Linked DNA regions of Gossypium hirsutum: region 1 is linked to region 2. The links are chromatin contacts, called in public Hi-C maps. All regions are on one chromosome and are shown on one strand. Each heading gives the region's core, a stretch centred on a gene start, on an enhancer-like site or on the middle of the called end of the contact. The rest is flanking DNA. Distances are from core to core; before and after follow the strand shown.

What was found. Hi-C and Micro-C count contacts between places; a contact is called where the count stands out from the background.
Region 1: a contact with region 2 is called in a Hi-C map of leaf, with 1.9 times the contacts expected there. The contact joins the promoter of LOC107948901 here to the promoter of LOC107948879 in region 2. A contact is called at or near these places in 2 of 34 Hi-C or Micro-C datasets (callus and leaf).

What each region holds. Positions count from the first base shown.
Region 1 is chrA04:72,948,304-72,955,098 of Gossypium_hirsutum_v2.1, reverse strand. LOC107948901 (transcription factor AS1) reads left to right here and starts at 5,145. Exons shown (of 2, transcript XM_016883559.2): 1 at 5,145-5,483.
Region 2 is chrA04:72,100,950-72,108,081 of Gossypium_hirsutum_v2.1, reverse strand. It overlaps LOC107948879 (RING-H2 finger protein ATL33), which reads right to left and starts at 4,658. Exons shown (of 1, transcript XM_016883533.2): 1 at 3,924-4,658. The coding sequence starts at 4,658. The coding sequence ends at 3,924.

The DNA.
Region 1 (6,795 bases), core at 3,896-6,395, 850 kb before region 2:
TGTTTAGGTTAATGATGTTTTTAGTATAATTGCGGTGCATTTGAATGGAATATTGGTTAGATGAAATAGGATGTTTGAAATGGTATGTTTATAAGTGGTTGAAAAGTGTTTAGGTCTTTTGAATGCATGCACAAATGGAATGGTTGATTAGGTGTGTTTTGGCCTTGAAATGGCTTGTTTTTAGGGACAAATTATAGAGCATGCGGCCTAGGACAAAGGTTGTCACACAGCCGTGTGTCACTTGTTAAGTTTAATGTATCAAGTCAATGTGTTACACGGCCTAGCACTCGACCTGCGACACGGCCGTATGTCACAAGTCAAAGAGTTACATAGCCTGCGACACGACTTGACCTTACACAATGAGTTACATAGTTTGAGACACGGGCTAGGACACGACCGTGTGTCTCTTTGTTCGATTGTTACATGGATTGGGCTATGTCATACGGCCGTGTGACCCCTGTTCTCAAATTTTTTAACTTTTTCTCAAATTTTCTAATTTGTTTTAAATTAGTCCCGAATTGTTTCTAAACTGATTTTAGGGCTTCGAAAGCCAGATTTAAGGCCTAAATGTATATGTATGTTAGGGTTGTAATGAGTTTCAAGTAATTATTGTTAAATGACATTATTAATATGTTTTGATATTAAAGTGATCGGATTTATATGGTAATGCTCTGTAACCCTAATTCGGCGATAAAGACGGGTTAAGGGTGTTATATGTTATATTTATGAATTTTCCACATAGGTTTCCTCTATATATAGGACACTCGAATCACCCACATGAAATCCTAGCTATACTTAATATATTTACATCTGTAAATGTTGGCACATGATTTCGAGACCTTGAAGTCCTCGACCCATTGATGTTGTAGTCCTTGATTCTTTATTAAAAAAAAATCTTTCAATGAAAAAGTTGGTTGAGTGCATGCTCACCATTATCGTAAAATGAAAGGTAATTCAAATCGAACACTTTATAGCCATATTTGGGAAATTCGTGCTCATGAATGTTGAAATGGAACATTTGGTAACAACTTGATGGCTTGTATGTATGATTACTACAACTCGTTTGGACATAAATTGGTTTATCTATCGATCGAGATAATTAGCACCAACGAGTTCAACATCTACTTCTTCCTGAGCTTAGGCTTTGGCTTCAATGAAGTCACCAACGTCATCATCATGATGTTTTGAGAATGCATTGAATGGGGTAGGTTGGGGTTTTCTCGGACTATATTTATCAAATATTTGTTCATATTATAACTTGTAGGCATATTCAAATAATACGTTTGACCACTGGAAGTTGTTTGAACAGTGACATGCCAGTATCCTATAATGCAACTCATGAATATCCAACATCATAGGCTCTTAAGTATAGTACTTGAGATAGGTACTAAGTTTATTCAGCATTGAAAGATTCTTTTTCATCATAAATCCCTAAATATAGTAATCGAGAAAGAGATCTGAACTATCCAGCATTGATGGAAACTTCGAACAATATATAGGCACTAGGATAGCCAATGCGCTTTATAATTCAAAATCTCGTACCTAACATCAAAAATATCTTCATCCTCCACTAACAAATCCACTACAACATCTATGCTTTCTTATTGCCCAAACACTATCATCTCAAAATCTTTATTATCGTTGAAGTCAACTATAATGTATTTAAACCCTTTTCTGCTAGACCATAGAAATATATACTTTATACTAGATATCCACTTAGTACTTCTAGCTTGCATTTTCCTTAGGAACATTCTTTTCATGTTCTCAAAGGAAGCATCACTGATACGGGATAGCAGACCACAATTGTATTCAAGTTGTTCAACTAAAAAAAATCAAATCTAACCTGAAAGAAAAAAAAACAAATTTAGAAACAAAGAAAACAAAAACAACTAAAAGAAGAAATTTAGAAATAAAAAATAAAAATTCAAATCATAGATAAATAAAGAAAACAAAAATTAAAAGGTGGAAGATGGATCAAATAAACTGATGGATATGGATAGAAGATAGTTGTCCAACTAAACATTCTAAGATATAAACCTCAACAAATTTAATTAATGACTCTAATTAACCCTCCAAGAAATAATCCTTCGAATAAAATTGAGTCAATCTTATTTTTTCCCCCTTTAACGAACAATAAAGAGGCCTTTATATAGGCTAACTAATTACATCCAAATAAAACTCTCAATTATAATGAACTTCAATTAATCTAAATAAGTAGTGTTAGTATAACTAAATATTCTTGTTAACTAAGAAATATAAAACTCCTAAACAACTTTAAATACCTTAAATATCCTAAAACTCGGAATAAATAAATAAATAATAAAATAATAAAACCTAATAGATACAATAGCGGGCTCATATATAATAAAAATTTGGCCTTAAACTCAAACTCAATATGATTTAAACTCGAATTAGAGCCCGAAACTCACAATTTCCTGTAATAATCTCATCCAAAAATTCTGGTCGTGCAGTCGTCACTAAAACTGTCATAACTTAAGTTCCCAAACTCAAAATCGAGTTATTCAAAATGCATTTTGAAGCTAAGAGATGGTTCCACAAACACTATGCAAACATCTCAACTCATAAATGTCTGGATCTCATCCAAAAAATCATTGCAAGTTGACTAATCTTTTAAGTTTAAAAATTTATAGCTTGGTTAATAAATTTCACTCTATCCGTTTATGTATCAATCACTCTAAATAGTCATGTTAAAAGTCATATCTGATTAGAATAAGACTTCATCATTAGATGAAATCAAATTTCCCTTTAAATGGATTTATTTCTAAAATCAATATGCCATCTTTGCAAATAAAGACTAATAAATATTAACTTTCGAAAATAATTCTAACCGTTTATGTATCAATCACTCTAAATAGTCATGTTAAAAGTCATATCTGATTAGAATAAGACTTCATCATTAGATGAAATCAAATTTCCCTTTAAATGGATTTATTTCTAAAATCAATATGCCATCTTTGCAAATAAAGACTAATAAATATTAACTTTCGAAAATAATTCTAATAGCAAAGAATCCAATAAAATTAACTTCTTTATACCATTTATAAAATATATTCAATAAATATAACAACAATAATAACGTAACAATTCTAATGGTTTCTATAATTTTTAATAGCAAATAATCCAACAAAATTCACTATAATTGCAACCATATACTATAACATAATTTTCTTATATCATAAGGTGAACATATTTAATAATTTGTAAGAACAAAATATTCACTCCAAAAACAGTTAAATAATATAATATTGGTTAAAAAACTAATGATAACTAATTCATGAAAAGAAAAAGGCGCTTAAAATAATTAACTAAGTTGTAGAAATTTTGCAAGTAGTTGGAATGATTTTTTTTTTATAAGGTGTCTAGTTCTTAATCCATCAAGTCAAATAACTATTCATAACAGTAAAATACAATAAAGTAGTCGTCTCGACATCGACACCCATATCAAATCAATTACTTATTTGTAACAACAAAATATAAGATTCTTAAGGAAAATATTGAAAAATACGCCCATGCTCCTACTAATGTTTTTTCATAGTTATGAAATAATTAGACAATAAATTTTAATTGTAGCATTCAACAGTAGGGGTGTTCATTCGGTTAACCGACCGGTTAACCGACTCGAAATTACTATAACTGAATTAATCGACCTTCCAAAAATTTTAACCGTTAACCGAACCGATTTTTTTTAAAAAAAATTTAACCGAACTGAAATTTTTTCGGTTAATAAAGTCGGTTAACCGAATTAACCGAAAATTATGTATTTTTTATTTTTGGTTAAAAATTACCCGAATTACCCGAATTACCCGAATTACCCGAATTAACCGAATTAACCGAATTAACCGAATTACCGAAAAATACCCGAATTTTTTTATTTTTTATTTTTAAAATTTAAAAAATTTATAAATTATTAAAGTAAATTGGATTTTAGACTTTAGTAAATTGGGTTGTCTTTTAGTTTTAGTTTTATTGGATTGGGTAATTGGGTAAACTTTAGTTTTAGTTTTATTGGGTTGGGTAATTGAGTTTGGGTTGGGTTGGATAATTTTATTTATTAATTTTTTCGGTTTCGGTTAACCGACCGGTTTCGAACCGAATTAACCGTTAACCGAAAAATCATAAAAAAATTAACCGACCCCCGACCGAAAAAATTCGGTTAACCGGCCGAATTCGGTTAATCGGTCAGTTAACCGAATTTTTTCGGTTTTACCCGAATTATGCACACCCCTATTCAACAGGGGCGTAGCCGGGGCTAACATCGCCCCGGCCCTCCTTAAAATAAAAAATTTTATTTTAGATTCTTGAAATTTTTTAAAAATTTTAAATTAATAAAAGTAAAATTATACTTTAACCTCCTTAAAATTATAAAAATTCAATTTAATCTTTTACAAATCATAAAAATATAAACTATAAAAAACTAAAATTTCATTCAACACCTTTAAAAAAAACTTACACCCATCAATATACTCATAAAAAAATATTTTGAATAATAATTTTTAAAAAAAGTGTAATTAGATAATAAATTAAATTTTTGAGATATCAAAATAAATAAAAAATAAAAAACAAGCAAAGTAATTTGTTGAGTAAACTACAAAAAATAGTCATTAAATTTTAGTTATTTTTTTATAACTAAATCATTCGTCCATCAATTGTCGTTACAGTATTAACGAAAGAATGATATGATACATTAACTAATTTAATCTTGGACTATTGTTAAAATATCTTATTTAATCTTTTTTACAATTTTTTAATAATATTTTTAAAAAATTATAAAAATATCATAAAGTTCTTAAAATTCATAAAATTAATTAATTATTTTTAAATTATAAAAATATTTTTAAATTTATAATTATGTAAAAGTTAAAAAATCATAAAATCCTTAAAAAAATTAACCTGTTAATTTAAATTTCAAAAATTATAAAAACGTCAAAAATTCTTCGAAAAGAATTCTGAATTTTTGTTATTTTAAATTTTGAAATTTATTTTTTTAACTATAATTAGATAAAAAAATAAAATTTCATAAAATTCTAAAAAAACAAACAAGAAAAGCAATTTTTTTAGGTATTGAATTAAATAAAGAGGAAATTATAATAGAGTTAAAAGTAATAAATAAATATAAAAATAAAGAGAAAAAGGGACGTAACGTATCACTGACATCTGAGAGGTGCTTCTGAGCGGAGCAGAAGGTCGAGTCTACATCATACTCGTCTCCTTGTGCCGCGAAACGCGGACTATAGTCCCCCCCTCCCCCTTCTTTCTTTTCTTTTTTTTTTCTCATTTTATTATCTTTCTCCCCCCATCCATCCCCCTTTGCTTGAGAGAGTTTGTGTGTTTTGGTTGTTTGGACTGTCGGCTTTGATTTTATGTTCTCCTTAATCCTTTGCTGTTCTTGTCGGAGATTGTAAGCTTGAAGATGCAACCAACACAAAGTTTAAATTTGGGCACTTGAACTCAAAGAAAATATGGTGAGCTCTTTTATCCTGTTTTTTCCATTAGTTTTTAAGTATTTATTTCACATTTTCTCTATCTGTTTAATCCTTGTTCTGGACTTCTCTTTGTGCTTCCAAGAAGCTATTTTTAAGGCTCTGTTTTGCTTCAATTTTATTAAAAATTTTATCTTTCTTTTTTTATCTTTCTTAGTTTTCGCGGCAGCCAAACGTTTACTCAGTTGAAGATTTTGGTGGCAGCTCCCACACATAATTTCTAATTATTCCCAGCAATACTTGTTTGATGATAATCTTAAACATAGTAAACTGTTTTTTCCCCAGTTCTTGAAACTGGGTTTTTCAGTAATGTCCCGGTCCTTATCCTGGGAATATTTACAGTCTAACAAATCAGCTGATGAACCCTATTATTTTGCCCTGCAGCTGTAATTTTCTGAAGATTTTGTGTCATAAATATGGGAGATGAGTTGAATAAATATATTGTGGGCTGGTACAAGTCATAACATCCCTGTTTGATTGATTATCGATATACCATCTCTACTAGACTCTTATTTGGTTTGCTTGTCTATATCTTTAACACATTTTTATGGGATGTTTTAGTAGATTAGTTTTAACTAATGACTTAAATAATTTGGTTTATAGTTGTGTAAAGATGAAAGTCTCTGTATTGCCAGCTGTTGCGGTACAATTAGGTTGTAATCCGGTGTCAGGGGCCGCTAGCAAGTTTTATATGACACAAACTTGGGCATTTTATCAATTATTGTATATATATATATATATATATTATCTTTTTCCGCATTGTTTTGCTGACTCCACTACAGATTGTTGTCACTGGCTGTATGATAGCTTTTGCTATGGCAGAATTGAGTTTTGCATTCAGTCATTGTTTAAGATCACTCCTCTTGTGATACTTGATCTTGTTTTTGGTATTGTAGTACATCTTGTCTTGTTTCTCCACCCCCCCCCCTTTCCCCTTGTCTTTCTGTGCAGTGATTGGTAGTATTATGTTACTTGTACTTTGTACTTGACTTTATAATCAATGCCTAGTTGTACCAACAATTGTCAGCATTTATCCACACATCTTATTTAACAGCATGATTGTGCATCCTCATTTTGATGATTGGCTAGCCATCTCTTTTCTTGGCCAACCCGAAAGTTTGTCAACTCTTAGTTGAAACTAGTGGAGTTTTAGGTGTTATTATATTTAGCTTTGCCTTTGTATTTTATTTTTATGCAAGGAACAAATTCTGACATTGTTATTCAATTGGTTTCCGCATGCATATTTGCTATCAGACTTCATATGTTGTAAACTGTTAACTATCTGAGTGAGGCT
Region 2 (7,132 bases), core at 3,409-5,908:
GGTACGGGGCGTTACACACACGGCTTGGTACATGCGTGTGCAGTTAGGCTGTGTGTCTCCTGCATCTTAAATTCGAGAAACAAAATGCTCAGAATTGAACACACGGACAGAGACACGGGCGTATGTGCGTGCTACACGGCCTAGAACATGGGCGTGTGTCTTGGCCGTGTGAACCCTGCACCTAATTTTTGAAAATTAAATTAATTACACAGCCTACTCACATGAGCGTGTTGCTGGCTGTGTGGCACAAGTCAGAGAGTTACATGGGTCGAACATTGCCTGCAGCACAAGCGTGTCCCTAGACCACACGAGCGCGTGAGCCCTGTACCTAAGAAAATTTTAGAAAATTTTGCGAAAAATTCTTGGAGTTCCCAATTAAGTTCTGACTCGATTCTAATACTCGATTTGGGCCTCAATGGTCCATTTAAGGGACATTATGAATAATTTCGGTAAATGAATAGTAATTAACATGAATCATTTGTAAATATTCTGAATGCTTCAGTAATGCTCCATAACCCTGTTCTAGTGACAGATATGGGTTAAGGGTGTTACACATTATCTGAAATAATTCTTGGTAGTGAACTTGTTTAATGATTTCGTCATGGTGACCCCCATGACAGGGAACTTAGGGTAATTGAAATATTGGTGGTGTAAGTGTCCGCCAAACTTGGAATTTCTTAGGTTCGATATTGAAGTCATCTGGGATTGTATCACTTGAATTAAACATTACATTCTTCAAAGAAAGTTTAATTGTCGGGACTGATTTGATAGTATGATTAACTGGTGTTCTGATAATTGTTGATTATGTGAAAGAATATGTTAATAGTAGCATCCGCTGAGTATCATTCTGGAAAGTGTAACCAACTAATATTTGCAAAGACATTGTGAAATGGGATTCAAAATATGGTGTGAGGTATATGATCTGGTAGTCGGGTGAAATGTGTATAAGACGATTAGGTATAAAGATTGGCGTATGCTTATCCACTAACCAAGAATTAGAAAAGTATTCGCCAAGGTCTAAAAAGGAATACAAGCCTTTGATTCGAAGAATTCTACAACACCGTTTAAAGGTAATAATTAGTAAAGCCCAATAAGTTCCTTTGAACTTATATGTGTCTTTTGATATGCAGGTTTGAAAATCGAACCAGTGCGTCAGGAGGGACCAAGCTAGGGATGCGTCATGGTGGTAGACCGAAGGCAATATTATGCATACTCAGGGACATTATTATAAATATGTTATTCAAATGACAAATAGTAATACAAGCTACGAATATTTCTATTAAATCAAATATTTATATTGTAAGATTTTATATTACTTTTGAAGGTCTGTGACAAACGATAAATGTTTTATTCAAACTTATTGTCCTAGAAAGGATTTTAAATAAATAAGAGTTACATTTAGTATGACTTTCGTATATTGTAAAAAGGTTGTTAAATATGTAAGTATTATGACATCTTATATTCGAATCCATCAAATTGGGTTAGGTATAAAAGGGTTACAAAATAAGATTGTTCTGGTATCTTATATTGTGGCAAGTATATAGGGTCTTTGATATGTAAATGGTCATTCCTAATTATGAATACAAATGTAGAATTTGTACCTATGGTTATGTGGATATTAAGCTTGACATATGGCCTAGTTGTGCCTAGTTTTTGGCCCATGAGTTGTGTTCCATTTGACCATTTGGTTTTTAAAGATTTCCTAAGTTGAAATTGCAGCATAACTTAGCATGATATTGTGATTAGATGAAATTGAGATAACTCTTACCTTGGAATGTTGTCATTATAGGTCCTAAAATTTTATATATTGTGTAAATGATTGGTTGAAACCAAAAAGGGGATTGAAATTATTGTATTCTTCCTATAGAGTCGCGACACCACCCCTTTGATGGCGATATCTCCTATTTGAGGCTGTGACGCTAACTCGATATAGTTTGGAAACTTTACATTTTAGTCTTCAAGTTGTGTCACCAACCTACTGTTTTGGAAGTCGTGACATTGCACCCTTGTAGTTGCGACTCCAGCCTGAAACATTTTGAAACTTTGCAGTTTAGTCCTCCAGTGGTCTCGGGTTATGAAAAGAGTTTTCGTAAGTTCATATAAACCCCAGATAAGATAATATATTATAAGATAACGATGTATTGATCATGTCAGTAGAGATAATATGTTGAATCAATAGAAATTATGTTGCAATTGATTGTAGTTACTTCGATAACGAATGTGAGATCTTGTAGCTCGGACGCAACGCTCGGGTGGTGCAAGGGGTATTACAACACCCAAATCTAATTTTTAAAAAATTATTTTAATACAAGTTATAAAAATTATATTATAAGCATGAACACATACGAGTATTTGAGATGGTTATGGAAAAAATATCTTATATTATAAAAATAATTTGTGTATTTTATAAAGTTATAACAAAAAATATATTATTTAAATCTTAAAAAACTTCTAAAGTTATGGCAAAAAAATTATTATAAAAAGTAATTTACATGTTATGAGAGTGTTATAATATATTTATTTATAAAAAAAATCTAAAATTACGGAAAAAAATTATATTATTTTTAAGAAGTGCTATGAAAGTTTTAGACAATTTAAGAAACATTTTTATAAAGATTATATATTATAAATTTTCGATTAACTTTTATTTAATTTACATATTATAAAAAAAAGGATTTAACATATATCCAAATTAAGTTTATATAAGTTTTTATAATCAAAGTTATATATGATTTGAACTGTGAACTCAAGTATTATAATGTTGATGCTAATTATGCAAATAAGAATGAGATCTTGATAATTTTAATGATGTGGGTTCGAATTTAAATGATGATGAACCCAGTCAATGACCAACATATGATAATAAAGAGCACAGGTTAAATATTAAAGAGGAAACAACTCAACAAATATGACTAGAACAATTAGATAAAATTGCATATGATGTTTATTTTTCTTGTTGTTTCTATTAGTAATCATAATATCAACTATTTTTTTAGACTAACATAATATATATGATTATTTGATTTGAATTTGTGTTACTTGAATAGAAATTATTTTTATCATATTAATAATTTTTTATAATAATTATTACTGTTAAAAATATAAATTATGTAACTATGTAATTATTATTTATATTACCAAGCATGGCACAAAGAACTATCATATAATTACACTCTGTCAATCAAACATATAAAAGAAAATTACAATTCTTCATAATTAAAAAAAAATTACTACCTAATAATTACACTCTCCTTTAATTAAATTTGTGATGTTGAAACGGAGGGGTAATAAATGCCCCAAATACCTTAGCATGGATGGGCAGTAGCATGTGGATGGGTTCTGAATTTGATCCTACGTTCTGTGCCTCGATAAAGCGGAAGCGTAGGAAACCTTTATGTTTTGTATTGTGTTGTGATTTAACTTAATTTAATTTAATTTAGATGCACTAATTTTTTTTATAAAACAAATAAAATTAATAAATTATTTATACTTACTTTAAAATATCTAAAATTAAAAATAATATACATTTAATTTAATTTAATTTAAAGTATTCTTTAAATTATTACCGGAACAATCATGTAAACTGAGCTTGAGCATTAACGGTCAGTCGGTGAATACAACTTGTGTCAAAGAGAGAAGTAAAAGTATAAAACGTGGATCACGCGTGTGAGGTATGCTTTTCGTAAATCAAGTAAAGAATTACAAGACTGATGAAGTGGGTGAAAACAAGCGTTTTGCTGCAATTTATCAACACAAGGCCACCCCTATTTGGAAAAATAAGGAATATGCACACAAAAAGGGTTCTTCTCATAGCAGAATCACAGACAAATCTAAGTGAATATATCTCAATTTCCAACTTTGGACTCATGATTCTATAGTACTACCAGTTATTGAAATTTGAGCAATAAAGGGTTTAAAAAAAATTAAACCAAACTGGCTGCATCTGGCAAGCCTTGATGGTGATCACTATATCTAGTTGAGCCTGAACCAGGCGGCGGCGTACGGTTGTTGTTTGGCCTCTTTACAGCAACAGAAGCCCGGCAAATTGGGCAATTGTTATGATTGTTAAGCCACAAATCAATGCAAGTAGTATGAAACGAGTGCTTGCATCCACTCAATTGCTTTACTTCTTCCCCATCTGCAAACACTGATAAACAAACGGGACACTCATTCCCGATTTCTTTAGAATGAGTCTCTTTTCGGTACTTGACACCTGAAACAGGCTCCCTCCTCCTCTCGGTTATTTCAACAACAGTACTACTCCCATGGTTGTCACCGGGAAGGTCTTCGGGGCTGTCGTGATGACGCTCTCCGGAAGACCAAGGAGGGCACTTGACGGCGAAAAAGAAAGAGTAGATTAAAGCGGGGATAGTTATGACAGCCATAAGAGCGAGAATGAATTCAAGAGGGGATAAATCAATGCTTCTCGGTGAATCAGGGAAAGGTGGGGGTTGATTGATTGTCACTATAGTAACAGTGGATGCGTTTTGATCTGTAAGAGGGTATATTTGGGGTGATGAAGAGAAAGGTAATGGGGGAGGTGAGCTTATAATAGTGCTGTTAGTCGTGTTGTCAGGCTGGAAATCCGGTGGCGAAGACACAAAGAACGGCGGCGGCGGCGGTGGTTGTGACATGATAACGGTTGGTGAGTTCTCCATGATAAAGGAGAAAACAATGGTAAAACTTGAATTATTTTTTATTGAACAGGTAAAGGAAGAAATGGTGCTAGGGGCGGTGGTGGGGGAATGGAGATGTAGTTTTCGGGTATTTTGGAAAAGCAATAATTGAAAGGGAAATGTGGGGACAAATTTCATATAAAATCATGAAAGCAACGCATGTTATTGGTTTATGGATATAGTTTTTAAGCATAAAGGTAATTAAAATCTTGACTGCAAAAGTCAAGAAAGGAGGCCCAAATGAATGCAACTCGACCTACTTTTGTTCTTGAACCGTTGCCCACATTATTCAGGCCCAAATTTATATTAGGCAAGAATCCAAGTCATAAGAGAATGAATGGAATTACATATCTTCTTTTCATTGATTAACCTGCCTTTCTCTCTTTGGGTCACTTCCAAGCAAATTAACAATGATATTATTGAAGAAACCCACCTGTTTTCTTTGAAAATTGAAATTAGGTTCTACTAAGATAACTCAACTCCATTATCAAATAATAATAATAATTCAGTTATCATATATTTAGAAAAGTAAGCAGTTGCTTGATGTGAATCCAAAGAAGAATTGTAATTGATGATAGTCAGTGACGTTGATAAGAAGAAAAAATTAAACCTTCTAACATTTCCATCATCATTGCAAATGAAATCGTGGACTATAGAATTTATAGCCTATGCTCCATATCATTATTTCTCATTCTAACACGTCAGAAAAATCATCAAGTTTTCTTTCTATAAATTCATTTGATGGATTTCTACTTTCAGCAGAATTAATGTAAATGGTGCAGTTAACTGAAAGATGACTCGGTGCTGATGCTTTCTTACATACCTAACTAAATAACTTTTTATTACTTAAATGCCAACCAAAACAGTTGTTTGGCTTGTTGTCACGAGCTGTGGAATGTGAATTAACTTGCTCAACATTAAATAATAAAAAGAAATTAAATAAATTATTATTATTATTATTATTAGATATACTAGTTATTTTAATTTCATAAATAAATTATTTCAATGAGGAGGAGATAGGAAGAAAAGATAATGGTTATTAAGAGGTCAATTCACCTATGACAAGTAGAGAACCGAAAGAATAAGTTGAAAGGAGAAAAAAAAAAGACTTAGGAGAATATATATAGTTGAAAGTTGTATGGAAATGGGTTCTTTGGTGGAGAGCTCAAAGGGGAAGAATATCCCTTATTCTTCGCTTGTTGAGGTATATATAAGAGAGGTCTCCTTATTTGGTAGTGCCATGTCACCAACATTACAAAGGTAATCTGTTTGTGTGATCAGCCAGATGGCATGTTTGCTACATGTCAATTTTCGTCAAGTGTAATATTATATGAATCTGCTTTAACATTTTTTAATCTTTTAAAGGTCTACATGAATAATTCGTATCAAGTGATATTAGAAATGTGAATGGGATCACAAAGTAAAAATAAGCCAGAAGACCATCGGTGGATGTATTCGAAGTTACCTCTAATGTTACCGTCTGTGTAAGCTAACGTAAGGAGTATAAATATTTAAAGAAAGAATATTATATAATGCATTATTGTTAATAGACTTTTTTTAACCCTTTTTTAACATCAAAAGTAAAGTTAAGAAGCTTTTTTGTCCTTTTTATTAATTAAAAGATATGTGACGCTTTAAAAGACGATGTATAAATATTTGCCCTCAAAAGAAATAAAAGGTTATCCAAATTAATAATATATAATATGCAATATGCTAAAAAGAAACCCGAGATGAAAAGAACACATAGAAGACGTATTATGGTCAAAATCCAAAAAGAAGCCTACCGCTCCACATCCCAAAATTCTAATCCCTTGCTATCCAATGATAACATGGCAGATATCAAATTGCTCAAATAACTTGTTTGCTATGGACATAATTAAAACATATATGTATATATATATATAAAGAGTTTAATTTACATGTGCTGTGATTTCCACCAAACTCATTAGATATGGGCTGTGACGTTGCTATTCATGTGTTCAAAAAACACTAAACAAAACACTTTAGGGTTAGTGAGAGGAGTAGGATCCCCAATTGCTACCAATGTCCTTCAACATCTCTCTATAATTTGTTTCAGTCGTTGTGTTTTGAATAGTAACAATGGTTATTTTTTTCCCCTCCCCTTTTGTTTCTTTTAGGTTTTTAATATTATCTCACATACAAAATTTACTTTTGCATCTTACCAATATCATTTCTTTATTTATAATTATATTCTTAAAAAGGTAAAGTAATAGTGTTTTAACTAAATCATCAGTTTTAAGAAATTTATTTATTACAATTTAAAATATTTAAATATCCCTAAATGTTGGAATCGTTAATGGATCGTGGGAATAACCCTACGTTTTGTTGCCCATTCTCATTTTTACTGTCCTCAACTTCCACATCTTTGTATGTGAGATAGTGGGATGTGTAGTTGGTGGTTTTTTATGGGAACTATCACTATAAATACCAACTAG